Regions from separate parts of the Zea mays genome. Here all the other regions are linked to region 2. The links are chromatin contacts, called in public Hi-C maps. All regions are on one chromosome and are shown on one strand. Each heading gives the region's core, a stretch centred on a gene start, on an enhancer-like site or on the middle of the called end of the contact. The rest is flanking DNA. Distances are from core to core; before and after follow the strand shown. Region 1 has its middle 18 kb from the start of LOC100274223. Region 2 holds the start of LOC103633315 (zinc-metallopeptidase, peroxisomal-like). Region 3 holds the start of LOC100274223 (Vacuole membrane protein KMS1).

Region 1 (4,328 bases), core at 1,417-3,916, 370 kb before region 2:
TGGTTAAATTAAAAAGGAATTAGTGCAACGGCTACAGCCTACGTCCTACTGGTACTACATGCTTAGGTAACCCGTGATGATTCTTGTGGCCAAAGGAACAAAATAATCAATCAATCCAATCCATGACGGGCCCAGGCCCATATGCGCCTTTGGCGGCGTTCAAAAGACCATCACCGGCCGGAGGAAGTCGCCTGCACGGCTGCACGTAAGAGCACGATTTTTATTATAAACAAACAAGTGGATCCCAAATATATAGAATCGTCCAGGTCCAGGGGTGAGCGCATCAAACGGGTGCTGTCCCTTTTTATATATTTTAATTTAATAATACTCGTGAAGATAAAAAGCCGATAGCAACGGCACCACCCACAGAGAACAGAAGAGGAGCAAAAGAAACAGCTACCAGTAGAAGCAAGCTGGTGCGTGGCCGCGTGGTGCCTGCCTGCCTTGGCTGGCTGGCTAGCGCCTGCCCTTGCTTTCCTCCCGCATTATAAAAGCGAGGCAGTGTCGCGAGGTGCGTTTCTTGGTGCGCCTTGGTCTTTCTGCGTCCGTGAAGTCCAATGTGCCTCCCGGCCGCCGGGTGAAGACGAAGAGGAGAGTGCCCTCCGCGCTGGCTGAGAAGAAGCGTACCAGTCGGGCGCTGCGGCGCCGTCCATGGCGAGAGAGAGCGTCTGCAGGCCAGCCGAGAGCCCGAGACCAGTCTGCTCGTGCCGGTGTGGGTGACGGGCGTTGCGTCGTGTCCAAGAGCAAGGTACGCCGTACGCTGAAGCTGCTATGCCTTTTGGCCCTGCGTCGTGTCTTTCGACGTTGGCTGGTGGCCCTGGCACCACGCCGTGGAGCGGTGGAGCCGCCGGTGGGCCGGGACGGGAGGCAGGCCGCCGCCGGGTGCTCAGCTCAGCTCTGTCCTAGCGCGCGCCATCCATCGATCTCCGCCACACACCACCAACTGCAAGCTGGCTGTTGACGGCGTGAGGGTTCTCCGACTTCCGAGGGAAGGGAACCGGCCGGCCGGCCGGCCGGAGCTGCAGTACCACGGGTTGGTCATCTCGGCCTTCCATGTCAGAAGAGCACAGCAGCCGGGACACGGAGCTCGAGGCCGGCTGCCGGTGACCTCATGTCATCATCACCCTCTGCCTTCAGGATCACTGCTTCAGTGCTTCTGCATGAATGTGTCACTGCACGTTTCCTTGTAACCAAAAAAAATTCCTAAAATTTTAGATGCTATAAAAAAATCTAAAACTTGCTAGTGTTTTATCTATGTTGGCGGCAAAGTAAAGACGTTTGATACCATAGAAAGACAAACCATAAATTATTAAAAAAACAATTTGCTTGTACTACCTGATCATATAACAGTGTTGTCGAAAAAAATGTTTTTAAAAACTGACATTACAAATTTAGATATAGAAGAAGTGAAAAAAAGGAAGAAAGAAAAACAGGGGTTTTGGCTTCTTCGCCGCCGTGTATCCACATGCTCTTCCTGTGACACTAGCAGTTCGTTTCAACCTCCTGCACTACTGTACTCCTACTCTCCCCCTTCGCAATTTTCCCTGGTCTTTGTTCCATGTTCCGCCCCCTTTTCTCCTGATCATCTAGAACGTGGGGCTCTAGTCTACACGCTGCCGTCTCTGTCTCTCGCACTCACTTCACTCACGTTATGCTGAAAAGAGGAGATTGACCGTGACAACACCTACTGTTCTCTGTACTGTACATCAGAGCTGTGTTGGTGTTGCCAATAAATCCTGCAGTCATGGTCGTTCCACAGTCGATAGTCGACGCCATAGATAGCAATCAAATCTACCGACGGCATTGAACAGGGTCGATTCCGCGGATAAAATAACGTCTTTTTCCCCAAGCAGTTTACATGCATGCGCCCTGTGCTTACACTAGCGACAGTATACTCCACAAAATAAATAACACGGCGCATACTAGAAGGATTACAAAATTACAGCGCCAGTTTACCTACCCTGACGTCAAAGGAGTCAGCATCGTACCCTGGATTTCATATATAATATCGCAGCCAGTAAAAAAAATATTTCCAGGGGCAGGGTGGGTGGGTGGGGTCTTTTTGGTACTCGTAAGCCGCACATCACATCCGCACGGCCCCGCGCGCATACGCATCCGCACCGCGGCACCGGCCCGGCCGCCCGGTGCCCGATCGCCCTCCGCTTCAACTTTTGCTAGCCCCCCGCCCGTACGCTCCAGCCACACAACGTCCCGGCCAACCGCCGATCCGCAGAGGATCCGGCCTGGGACCCGCCAGGCCTACGACAAGATCCGGTGCTCACGTGAGTGGCGTGTGGTCCCACGACTCCCCCCCTGCCCCACACGCTTTTCCCACCACCGAACGAACCTGCCCGCGGCCGGCCCCACCGGCTGGGAGAAAACAGCAAGGGAGTGACAGGAGGGCCAGGCCCCGCATGTCACTCGCCCGCCAACAGGGAAAGGCGCCCGGGCGCAAGACGAGCGCGGCTTTTCCTTGCCTTCGTTTTTTTTTCCATTCTCCGTCCTCCGTGGCCGTGGAGATAGCGAGACAGGCAGACAGCGAGGGAGAAAAATATAGATAAAACCATTGGGGGGAAATAAAATTCCCGGCTTATCCTCTGGTGGGGCCCACCACATCCGCACCCCCTTTCCTTTTTAGAGGTCGTGGTGGTGGTGCACGACAGCCCATGGTGGACCGTGCCCACGCGTTCCCCGTCACGCGGGGCGTAGAGCGACCTCTGTTAACTCACGGTCACAGCTAAAGCTAGCCGCCGGGCTAACGGCACCGTTACATCCAGCTCCAGCGGCCGGCCCCACCAGGTCGTATCTGGCGCGGCGCTGCCGCCGGGCCCGGGGCTGTGAATTTTGACCCGCCGGCCGCCTCGGCCGTGGCTACCAAATGCAGGCGCGCCGCCGTTGATGGGCTGCCATGTTCTCTATATCCGTCACTTACGGTCTTCTCTAAATATTTTTATCCTCTATATCTCTTTCCTCTCCAACAACGTTATCTAAATCACGTTCTCTATACTCAACTATCTATATTAGAGACACTTTTTTATTTTTATTTTTTTATATACGTATTTGTCATACTCTCAAATATATTGTATATATTTTTCTTTTACTAAATAGGTTATTTAAAGTACTGAAATGATAGATAATCGTTTAGAGAAACTTTATATAGAGAGAATTCAGCAGCGTTCTCTAAATTTAGAGAACCGTTTAAATAACGTTGTTGGAGAGCGTAGAGTACCGTTTGATTGCGGGACAACCAGAACAGCTAGAACAGGGACGTTCGTTGATAGGACAAATACGTATTTATGATAGAGGATTATTTAGAAGCCCTTACTAGAGTCAGCCTTATGGCGATGCCGGCAGGGATGAAAACGGTCGGAAACGGTATTTATTCGGTAATCAGTTTTTTGATCGTCTTTCTTTGATTGCGAATAAATAGGATATATAATCTACAATACAAATTTGTATTCTTGTTTTTAACATTCAGCTTGTAAAGATTCATAAAAGGTAAACCTCAAATTCATTCTATATTTTCTCAAATAATAGATATAAACTTCGGTATGGATTCGGAAATAAATTCGGTAATTTTTTCAACGTTTCGTGCTGTAGGGAGCAAATAATACATAAAATAATTTGTGTAATATTTTATTCATATGTGTACTAATGTGCTTGATAACATAAGAAAAGATCAACATTAAATTTTATGCATATTTATTTTAAAATATTAAATTTGTTCTAAGAGTTCGGATTACCGTTTTCATCCCTAGATGCCGGGCGAGAGTGACGGCACCCACACGTGTTCATATCGCCCAGCGCGGAAACCGTGCCAGGAAGGAGAACCTCCGGTTAAAAGAGAGAAATACCTGTTATTTTTTATTAACCCAAATTTATTTATTTGCGGGAAGTCACTAAACTACCACCTCCGTTCCTTATAATTTATAATTCGTTATACTTTTCTACGCTAAATTTAATTAACTCGTCTTACTAAAAATTATAATTATTATTTATTTTTACCGTAATATAATTTAGCATGTACTCCCATCTCCGTACCAAATTAAAATTTGTTTTACATTTTTTACTAATTTCGTATAATAATTAATATATGTTGTATATATATGTCTAGTTTCATAATCATTTATATCAATATGGACATAAAAATTTAGAGCTAAAACGACAACTATTTTGGGACGGATGAGTAATATACTTAAAGTATGATTTTGAATTTTTCATTTTTTGGCTGTTTTTTTTAATAAGACAAGACGATCAAACTTGATATAAAAACGTTAAACGAGTTAAACGAATTATAAATTAGAACGAATGTAGTATTTGATTTCTTT
Region 2 (4,082 bases), core at 386-2,885:
TTTGGTTGTTTAGGCTTCGCCTCCGGAGAGGGTTCAACTCGTGGCAGCATTTGCTTTTTATTGGTGGATGGATTGGGAAATCGGAACATCACGGTCACACATATTCATCGCACAAAGGCTGATCGTTTGACTTTTCTGGTGGGCTTGTTAGGATTCCCTTGTGATCGTAGGCTGCAAGAAATCACTGACGGGCTGCCTGCCTTGCATTAGAAACCTTAGCTTATTTTAGCTTGTGAGCTGGTTTGTTACATCAACAACCCAAATTTCTAGTTTGGTTATTATCGTTAAGAGTGTATATGAAAAAGCGTGTGCCGTGAAGCCGTATATATAGATGTCCAAACGGGAGACATGGCCCGACCCGTTTGAGCCCGACACAATTAAGCCCGACCACTTAATCGAGCCGTGCCGTACCGCCTGACGGGCCCATAACTCTTCCCGAGCATGGCACGGTGTAGGACTGACCATGCAGGGCCGGACTAAATAGCACGACCCATTTAGTGGCCTGTGCCGGCCCGAGCCCGCAAAACACAAAACCATCCCGGCGCCGCCTATCTCCTGCGCCGCGTCGCGGAGGTGGCCCACGCTGTCCGCTAGATTCTCCAGACAGTCGCGCACGGGACCTGCGACCGCTGACCCCTTCTTCGCGCCGCGGCGGGGGCTGCCATCACCGAATCCGGACCGGGAGCCGCACAGGCGGCCCACGTACGCGGACGCTGCCCGAGCGCGGGCCGCGCGCCAGCCCCCGCGGCGGCGGGGAGCCTCCGTACGCCGCGAGGCTATGCTCGCACACCGACGGGTACTGCGTCGCGCGGCAGGATTTGCGGATGAAGCCGCTGGCCACCGGCGGCGCGACGACCGTGGCCTGGAGCGCCGCTGCGACAGCGACGAACAGCAGGAGGAGGCGGGCAGCGGCGCTGCTGCTGCTGCAGGGGCGAGCCATGACTGCTGAGCTGCAGGAGGGAGCAGGGAGCAGGGAGCAGGGAGGACGTGCGCTGTGCGCACTGGATGCCGACACTCGGCACTCGCCGCGTCGCGCCGCCGCAGGGAGGAGAGATCCAGGAGCGAGAGGGAGGAAGAGTGGGTTAGAGTTTGCGTTAGGAGGTGACGAGGTGTTATACGCGGACACGACAGCCGTCGGGTTGGGCCGTCGGGGTCTCGGGGACTTGTGGGCTGGCGGCGGGGTGGGTGGGGAAATGGGGATTTAGGTTTTAGGGGGTTTAGAATAAACGGGCTGGTTAAAAGGCCCGACAAATACCGGGCCGTGCTTGGACCAGCCCAACAGGCTCAAATGTCTGTCGGGCCCGGTACGTTATCCGGGCCGAGCTGAGCCCGGATCCGCTTTAATCCGTACCGTGCCGTGCTCGTGTCGTGCTAAAATAACGTGTTTCGTACCGGGCTAACAGACCACGTGCTTGACATCTATAGCCGTATCTATTTCAGACTGGCTCAGCCAACCGGCCGGTCCAGTCCATTTCCTACTGACGAGTCTTGAAGCCGTGTGCCGTGAAGCGACCGGCCAGCCGATCTGATATCTGACTGACCCGCGCCGCCTGTCGCCGTCTGCCCCCACCCTTCCCCTCCAAATCCAACAGCGGGAGCAAAGCCAAACCAAACCAGCTTACTGCTCCGCTCCGCTTTGTTGCCAATTTCCGCTCCAAGCGTCGCGGTCGTGAAGTCTCGTTGCGATGGATTCGAGGCCCCGCGAGACTGACGCCCCCGGCGACCCGGCCAACGGCGCCGCCCCTCCGCTGGCCGCGGCGGTGACGGCCGCGACCGGGGACGTCGAGATCATCAGGCCCCGCAACGACAAGCGTGGGTACCGCCGCGTCGTGCTCCCTAACTCGCTCGAGTGCCTGCTCATCAGCGACCCCGACACCGATAAGGTCTGCTACACCGATCGTGCTAGGATGGACCGAACGGGGGTTTTGGCGACGGGTTTTGGATTTTGGTGCGAGATTTCGAGGTTGTGAATTGTGCTTTGTTTTGCAGGCGGCGGCGTCAATGAATGTTTCGGTGGGGTACTTCTGCGACCCCGATGGGCTGGAAGGGCTCGCACACTTCCTCGGTCAGTGTTCGGTTTCATCTTGCTGCATCTGAAGTCCTGAACTCGCTTACTGCTTGAACTGGACTGAGCTTCAGCTTGATCCTGTTTTTTGTTGGTAGCTTTTCTCTGATTGGTTGTGAGTAGTTTGGAAGTGAGAAATACGTGAACACTAGTATTTTTTTCTGTGCTATCTGCATGTACTGTCGTAGTGTCGTCTTATCGCAACTTAGGTCTCAATGCTTGTTACACTGCATTTGAATGTGCATTTGGTTGTCAAACAGATATTACTTCTCTATTCCTCTGATCATACATGGAAATCAAGAGCGCTATACTATTAGGCATTAGGTGCAAATAAACATGAAAAAGGAGGATGAGCGTTGAGCGATACTCTAGGTCCAGTCAAATATGTTACTCCTCCCCTCCCCCCCTCTCTCTCCTTAAACCTGCTATATTCCATTGAGCATTCAAGTATGTACTGGTTTCTGAGAAAAAAACATTTCAAAATGAACTTTTACCACCAGCCGAAATATCATTGAATTTGATGAGTGGAGTGAACATGCTGTGCTGAATAAAGAACTTCCTTGGCATTTTTCACTATATTTCAAATTTACAGAAAGTATCGGTTGTTTGATGATATCTGGACTGGGATACTCCAGTAACCCTGAAAAAACGTGAGTCGTAGAGTCACTTAGTTTGGAGAAACTAAGTTTTATCCATAAAATCTGCAAGTATCTTGTGGCTTAGTGGTGAAAAAGCATCAAGACAACTTACTCATCTGAAACCATGCATGCATGACAACAAAACAAACGTCAATAATGTGATTGATGCTGGGAGAATACCTTTACATGTTGTCATTTTGATGGTATGCTCCCATTTATGGATGATATGCTAGTTGAAAGTTCAGTTGAATTAGTTTTAGTTGATGAACTCTACAAGTTGTCTGACATTCTATAAAGTTCCCTGAATTTTATCTATGCATTTTTTGCTTGGTTTGATGCTTTACCCAATTGCCAGGATCATTTAAGGTGATAATTAAATATCTGTGGACTTGATTAATAATATATAAACAATATATCTAATTTGTATTTCTACATATATAGACACTTATTGTTCTGCTTTTATACTGCTTTAGTTACAGTTTTACTAACATATTGATGAAAATTGAATATTATGTGGGTTGTTCTTTTTCTCCCTATCCTTATGAATGTTTCCAATTTTACAGAGCATATGCTTTTCTATGCCAGTGAAAAATATCCAGAAGAAGACAGTTACTCAAAGTACATTGCAGAGGTATGCCTTATTTCGTCAGGTTGAGAATTTTCTTTGTCTTGTTTATATTTCTTACAAATAGATTCCTGTAAACAGCTGTAATTGTTTTATTGTAATTTGTTATTGGATTTAGCTGGTTGACAATGAAATCCTTCTTTCTTCTTTAGCTCCTGGATGCATTTCTTCAAGTTGTTAGTGGTGACTGACTTCTTTCTTAGAAGCTTTGCTGGCACAGTGGAACTTGTTTAGAACTTGACAAGTAGCAGCTTAATTCTAGAATAGCTAAACCATCATAAAACATTTAATTGTAGTGTTTTTGGTTTTCCTTGTTTTTAGACCTGATGAAAGCCTCGACCATTATTTGGTCTGGATAGACTAATACAATTGTAAAAAAAATCAGCTTTCTCTAACTCAAATAATGAGTTCATGGAAACTACTTGAACTTCTCTTTTCCCACAAAAGATAAAATTGAAAACAACAAACAATTGAAAATTGAAAGCTGGTGATAGCCAAAGGAATATTTTGCTTAATATATCCTAAATCCTGAACTAACAACAACCTGTCAACATTGTTAGACTGTTAGTGTGTATTGGGCCTAGAGCCCAGCCCAAGAGGCCCATTAGGGTTGTAGCCCTATCTCCAATCACTGTAATGTGTAGTATTTTTTCTTCCTCTATCATGGTATCCTGAGACAGGTTCTCCTTAGAGCCTTGTAGCTGCTGCCACCACCATGGCCGACGTGCCCCTCTTCTCCCCTGGCGTCGTGACG
Region 3 (4,570 bases), core at 1,106-3,605, 390 kb before region 2:
TTTCCTTCGGTGATTATGTCTGAGCCGTTAACTTTTTCTGATCACGTTTTTAGAGGTGTAACCCGGATACCCCTAATTATCACACCCGACAATGCTCCTCCCCCATATAGTGCTACTTCTTTCATATGGTGGTCGTCCTCCATTTTGTCATCATACAAGCATAATATTGGCCCCCAACCAAGCGACATTGATGCCGCTTTGAACCAGTCCACTTATTTCGGTGGTCCTCAATACCAACAGCGAATGGATTAGACAAAGGTGGAAGACAAAGACGGGTAAGTACATCTATTTTTTTCAGGATCCACAAATTTTTTGAGTTCATATATTTTCATATCAACACGTGGCTGTTGCACTTTATGGATCCCATTGATGTCAACAACAAGAAGGCCATAAAACCTCACTCCATTGAAAAATCTACATGAGTTGGAGCGAATCAGATTTCTGTGTAGTGTTTACACGATTATTTGCTTATATGATCTAAAACGTTCTATAAATTTCATCAATTCTACAACCTATTTGTTGGAGCAAACTTCGTTGTAAGTCACGATGATATCGTTTTTTAGTTTAGAATTAATCTGTTATATGGACAAGATGTTTTTTCACATGTGGTTTATACTTTGTTCATATCATAATTGCTTTAACAATTAATTTAATCTTAGAAATGCACAATTCTCTACCAGACACATTAATTAACACTAGTCGGCTGCCCGTGCGTTGCGACGACTTACAACAATATCCACGTAAACTATCCACAAAAAATCAAGATTTGTTTATTGATTGTCTCCGCTCTCCGTATAATATTTTTTTGATTTAGCTAATTGATGTTATTGTTTACTCCATGCAATATATCATGGTACAACACGGCTAATAAAGTGAGCGATTAGAAGAGAGTTCACAACGACTGAGTGAACGAACAGAGATTATAAAATGACATAATTCCACCATACAGAGACCAAATAAGAGAAAGTTTATGAGCTCAAGTTTCTAAAATAAGTCACATGAACTCAAACTTATAAAAAAGATGGATCAAAATATGGAGTGATTGATAAAGTCAGGCATCAATAAAAACTAGATGCGCTCCATATAAATTATGCTACTTCGTAGCAATTACTAACGTTTAAAACCAACAAATAACCTTTCATTTTACTGTTAGTGTGACAAATCATTGTTGCTCCATCTAATTCAGCAACCTCAAACACCATGGAGTCAATTGCGCCAATGTGGTCTCAGAAACAACCCAATGCTTGTAAGAGCCAAGAACGTCGTGCCGTGTTTGGGCTGTAGCCTCGCCCCGTAGTGCTGCCCCGGACCGACACGATTATATTTTTTATTTTAAAAAAATGTATATACATATATACATATTCAATATTAAAAACATCTGAGCATGATGTTCTATTGGTTAGACAGCTTCACCCAATATTTTCTACCCTTGTTCCATCAGGGCATGGGTTCGAACCTCACCTCATGCACCACTTTTTAACATTTTACGCTGATTTAAACAAATGGGCCGATAGGTTGGCCCGTCACGGTCAGCAGGCCGGCATGACGTGCATGGACCAGAGTTGTGTCCCGCGAGCGTCTGGCCCATGCTGAGCCGCCGTTTAGCCATATATAGACGTGCAACGATAAATGTGAGGGGTTCTTTGTAAAAAGATGACGCGTGACGACCGTTGAAACTGGTGCTTTAAGTATAATATAGAATATAGATATAGATATTGATTAATGAATATACAAACCATCATAGTTTTTTTTGGTTGGGAGTGCCCATATATAATTTCTCCAGAATCGGGAGACCAATGAGCTAAACCCACTCGATCAAATAGCAATGTGCCAATGTCTCACTTACCTGTTTGGCAATTTGGCAAAACTAGCTAGGCATTTATAGCTCTTAAAAATATTAAATATAAAATTAAAGATTTGATAGTGTGGCTCGACCCTTAGGCTTTGTTTAGGTACTCTCACTTAATCTATGTGTATTGAATTGGATTGAGATGTAACTTAAACTAAATTACACTCGAATCAACTTCGATACATATGGATTGAAATGAATACGAGGTATTCAAACCAAGGCCGTTTCCTATCACTAGCAGCATAATTCTAAAGCTTTGATTTCGGGTTTTTAAAAAGAAAAACGTTGGCAGCAGCTCATAAACTCCGCCCCGAATAACGGAATTGAAGATCGGATCTCTAAACAACCACGTCAGTTTCCTGCCCTCATCGGTTACCTTTGTCCCCAACGCATGTATCCGCGTTTGCGTTGCGTCTGTGCCTGACGGGGTAAATCGTGAAACCCCGGGCAAAGCGCATAAAAAACGGAAAGCCGTTCTCATCTTGCCCTCCTTTTTAGCTTTTAGCTTGCGCCTTGCGTTCGCGGAAAAGGCTCATCTTTTCAGGTGGAAGGAGCGATTCGTCTGTGCCTGCGCCTCGCCGGGCTCGTGCCGCTGTACCCTCCTTCTCCAGGAGACCTGTACGGTGAAGGGGCGTTCCCGCGCCAAACGGGAAGCAAAGCTCGCTCGCGCCCTTTTTTTCGGATCATATAACGCCGGCGCCTAGCTCAAACACCACAGCTCGCTGCCTAGATCTACGCGGCAGCGGCGGCGGCAGAGGAGAGGGACCCGGAGCTGCGCCATGGGTCCTACCGCCGGCTCCGGCGAGGACAAGGCTATGTCAGGTGAGTGAGTCGATCGGATGCGGGCTCTGCGGAGGGATCGCGTTGTTTGGTGTCCGCCCATTGTTCTTGGAGATACGCTGTCTGGTTTAATTGTTGGGTTTAAATCATCTTGCGCTGTTCACACCTGACATCTGTGCCTGTGGTGCGTAATTATGGAAATCGCTGTTGCTGATCTAGCTGCCGTGGAGCTGCGAATGCGTGTCTTTGAGGTTTTCCTACAAGCTTGGAATATTTCATGTTTTTTCCTACTCTTTCCTACAAAGCCAGATTGGGGATAACGGATAGGAAAACAGAATGTCTTCCTTGTTTGGTTTACTTATTTTTCTTGCCCGCGATTCGAAGCAGAGTAGAACCGTTCTTTTTTAGCAGCGAAATTGCATGCTTGGTATTGGTCATCCAATCTGTGATTTTTTTATTCAAGCATTGGATGCTTTTAGAATACCTTTTGAAGGTTAAAACTTAAAACTGAGGTTTTCCACGCTTATCAATTTAGATTTTAGATCGTATTTTGGCGGTTGGCGTCTGATTGAATTATCATTGTCTACTTGATTTTTTTTCTTCAGGTTTTTTTACATGATAAAATATTGGCATCTAGGAGTGGTCGTTTTACTAATTTGTCTTTTTCTCCGTTATATTACCCTTGTGGCAATGATGCCATGATTTCAATGCAAATTTAGTTTTCCAGCTTGAAGACAAATACATATGTCAATGTCACTGTCACAAAGCCTCTGTGTTGTGGAAGGTTAACTGCAATTTTTTTGAAAGATCTGGTTGCCCAGCTTTGATTTTTAATAACTAGGCGACATCAGTTACAGAATTTGCGTAATTACGATTTACGATATGTGAACCAGTTACCTAGAATGTTAATAATTCACAGTGTGCGTTGGATTCTCCGTATGGCACTACAGGCTGAGATTAAAACATGACTTTTCTTAACACTTTGCTAACTGAACGAATAATGAGATATATTGCAGTGTAATCCATGATCTAACCGGTGCACTTCATATTTCAGAGCTCCGGAAAAAACATCGTGTGGACCTAGAGAGACTAACAATTACATCGCGACCATTCAAGACATTGTCATTCTTTGTGTTAGCCATTGCTCAGAATTTGGAAAGAACATGTTCATCTGTTCTGAAAAAAGGTTACCAGTTAAAAACCGCAATGCTTTTGGTTGTTGCTACTTGGCTTCTGCTCATGTTCACTGATGGCCTGAATGAAAAGGTACCATCTTGTTTTAAATTAATTAGAACATATGTGTTTTGCAGGATTAAGAACAGTCTGAGTTACATAAATGCTACATATTAGATAATGAGTTGCAAGAAAGCTTTGCCCTTTTTTTATTCTTTTTGGCACGAATATTTGAAAGTGGGTGATAAACTGCAGTCTGTTTTTTACTCTTACTCTTAGCATCTCCAAGAGCTCCCCAGAAAATAACTCCTCAAAATTAGTTTTAAGGGATATCTAAAAAATTAGTGGGGATAGATTTTAATTCTTTCTCCAACAGATCCCTTAAAGCGGCAGATTGTTTCTGGGGAACAAAAAAAACCCTCATTTGTAGCTACAAATGAGGGGGTTTTAAGGGCTATGAAAACGTTGAGAGCACTTTAGGGAAACTGTTGGAGACACGTGTGTTTTTCCCAAAAAACTGAATTTAGGGGAGACTTCTGGGGAGCTCTTGGGAAAAGTTGTGTTTTCCCCCAAAAAATTAATCCCGCTGTATTTGGGGAAGCCCTAAAACTATCTGCCATTTGGCAAATTTGCTTGTATATTGTTCAAGAAAATTTCATCTACATCGCTACAGCTTGGTCACATTAATAATAATTTGCTTCCAATATCTCCCGTTGCATGCCCAATATGCAGCTTGGATAAACATTAAAACATGGTATGTTGTCATTG

The links. A called contact is a pair of places that touch in the nucleus more often than the background predicts.
Region 1: a Hi-C map of bundle sheath shows a contact between it and region 2, with 1.7 times the contacts expected there. The contact joins the enhancer-like site here to the promoter of LOC103633315 in region 2. A contact is called at or near these places in 4 of 25 Hi-C or Micro-C datasets (bundle sheath, leaf, leaf mesophyll and 1 more).
Region 3: a contact with region 2 is called in a Hi-C map of ear, with 2.0 times the contacts expected there. The contact joins the promoter of LOC100274223 here to the promoter of LOC103633315 in region 2. A contact is called at or near these places in 4 of 25 Hi-C or Micro-C datasets (bundle sheath, ear, leaf mesophyll and 1 more).

What each region holds. Positions count from the first base shown.
Region 1 is chr7:168,444,774-168,449,101 of Zm-B73-REFERENCE-NAM-5.0, reverse strand. No RefSeq gene overlaps it. Among protein-coding and RNA genes, the nearest start is that of LOC100274223, 18 kb to the left of the region's middle. Within about 2 kb of position 2,666, at least 18 of the 20 cell types and tissues checked have an H3K27ac peak or open chromatin away from gene starts, as enhancers often do. A contact at or near this core is called in bundle sheath, leaf, leaf mesophyll and 1 more, where this site is marked.
Region 2 is chr7:168,069,354-168,073,435 of Zm-B73-REFERENCE-NAM-5.0, reverse strand. It overlaps LOC103633315 (zinc-metallopeptidase, peroxisomal-like), which reads left to right and starts at 1,635. Exons shown (of 26, transcript NM_001347229.1): 1 at 1,635-1,883; 2 at 1,990-2,065; 3 at 3,267-3,334. The coding sequence starts at 1,686. It also overlaps the pseudogene LOC103634349.
Region 3 is chr7:168,462,429-168,466,998 of Zm-B73-REFERENCE-NAM-5.0, reverse strand. LOC100274223 (Vacuole membrane protein KMS1) reads left to right here and starts at 2,355. Exons shown (of 8, transcript NM_001148594.1): 1 at 2,355-2,671; 2 at 3,684-3,895. The coding sequence starts at 2,629.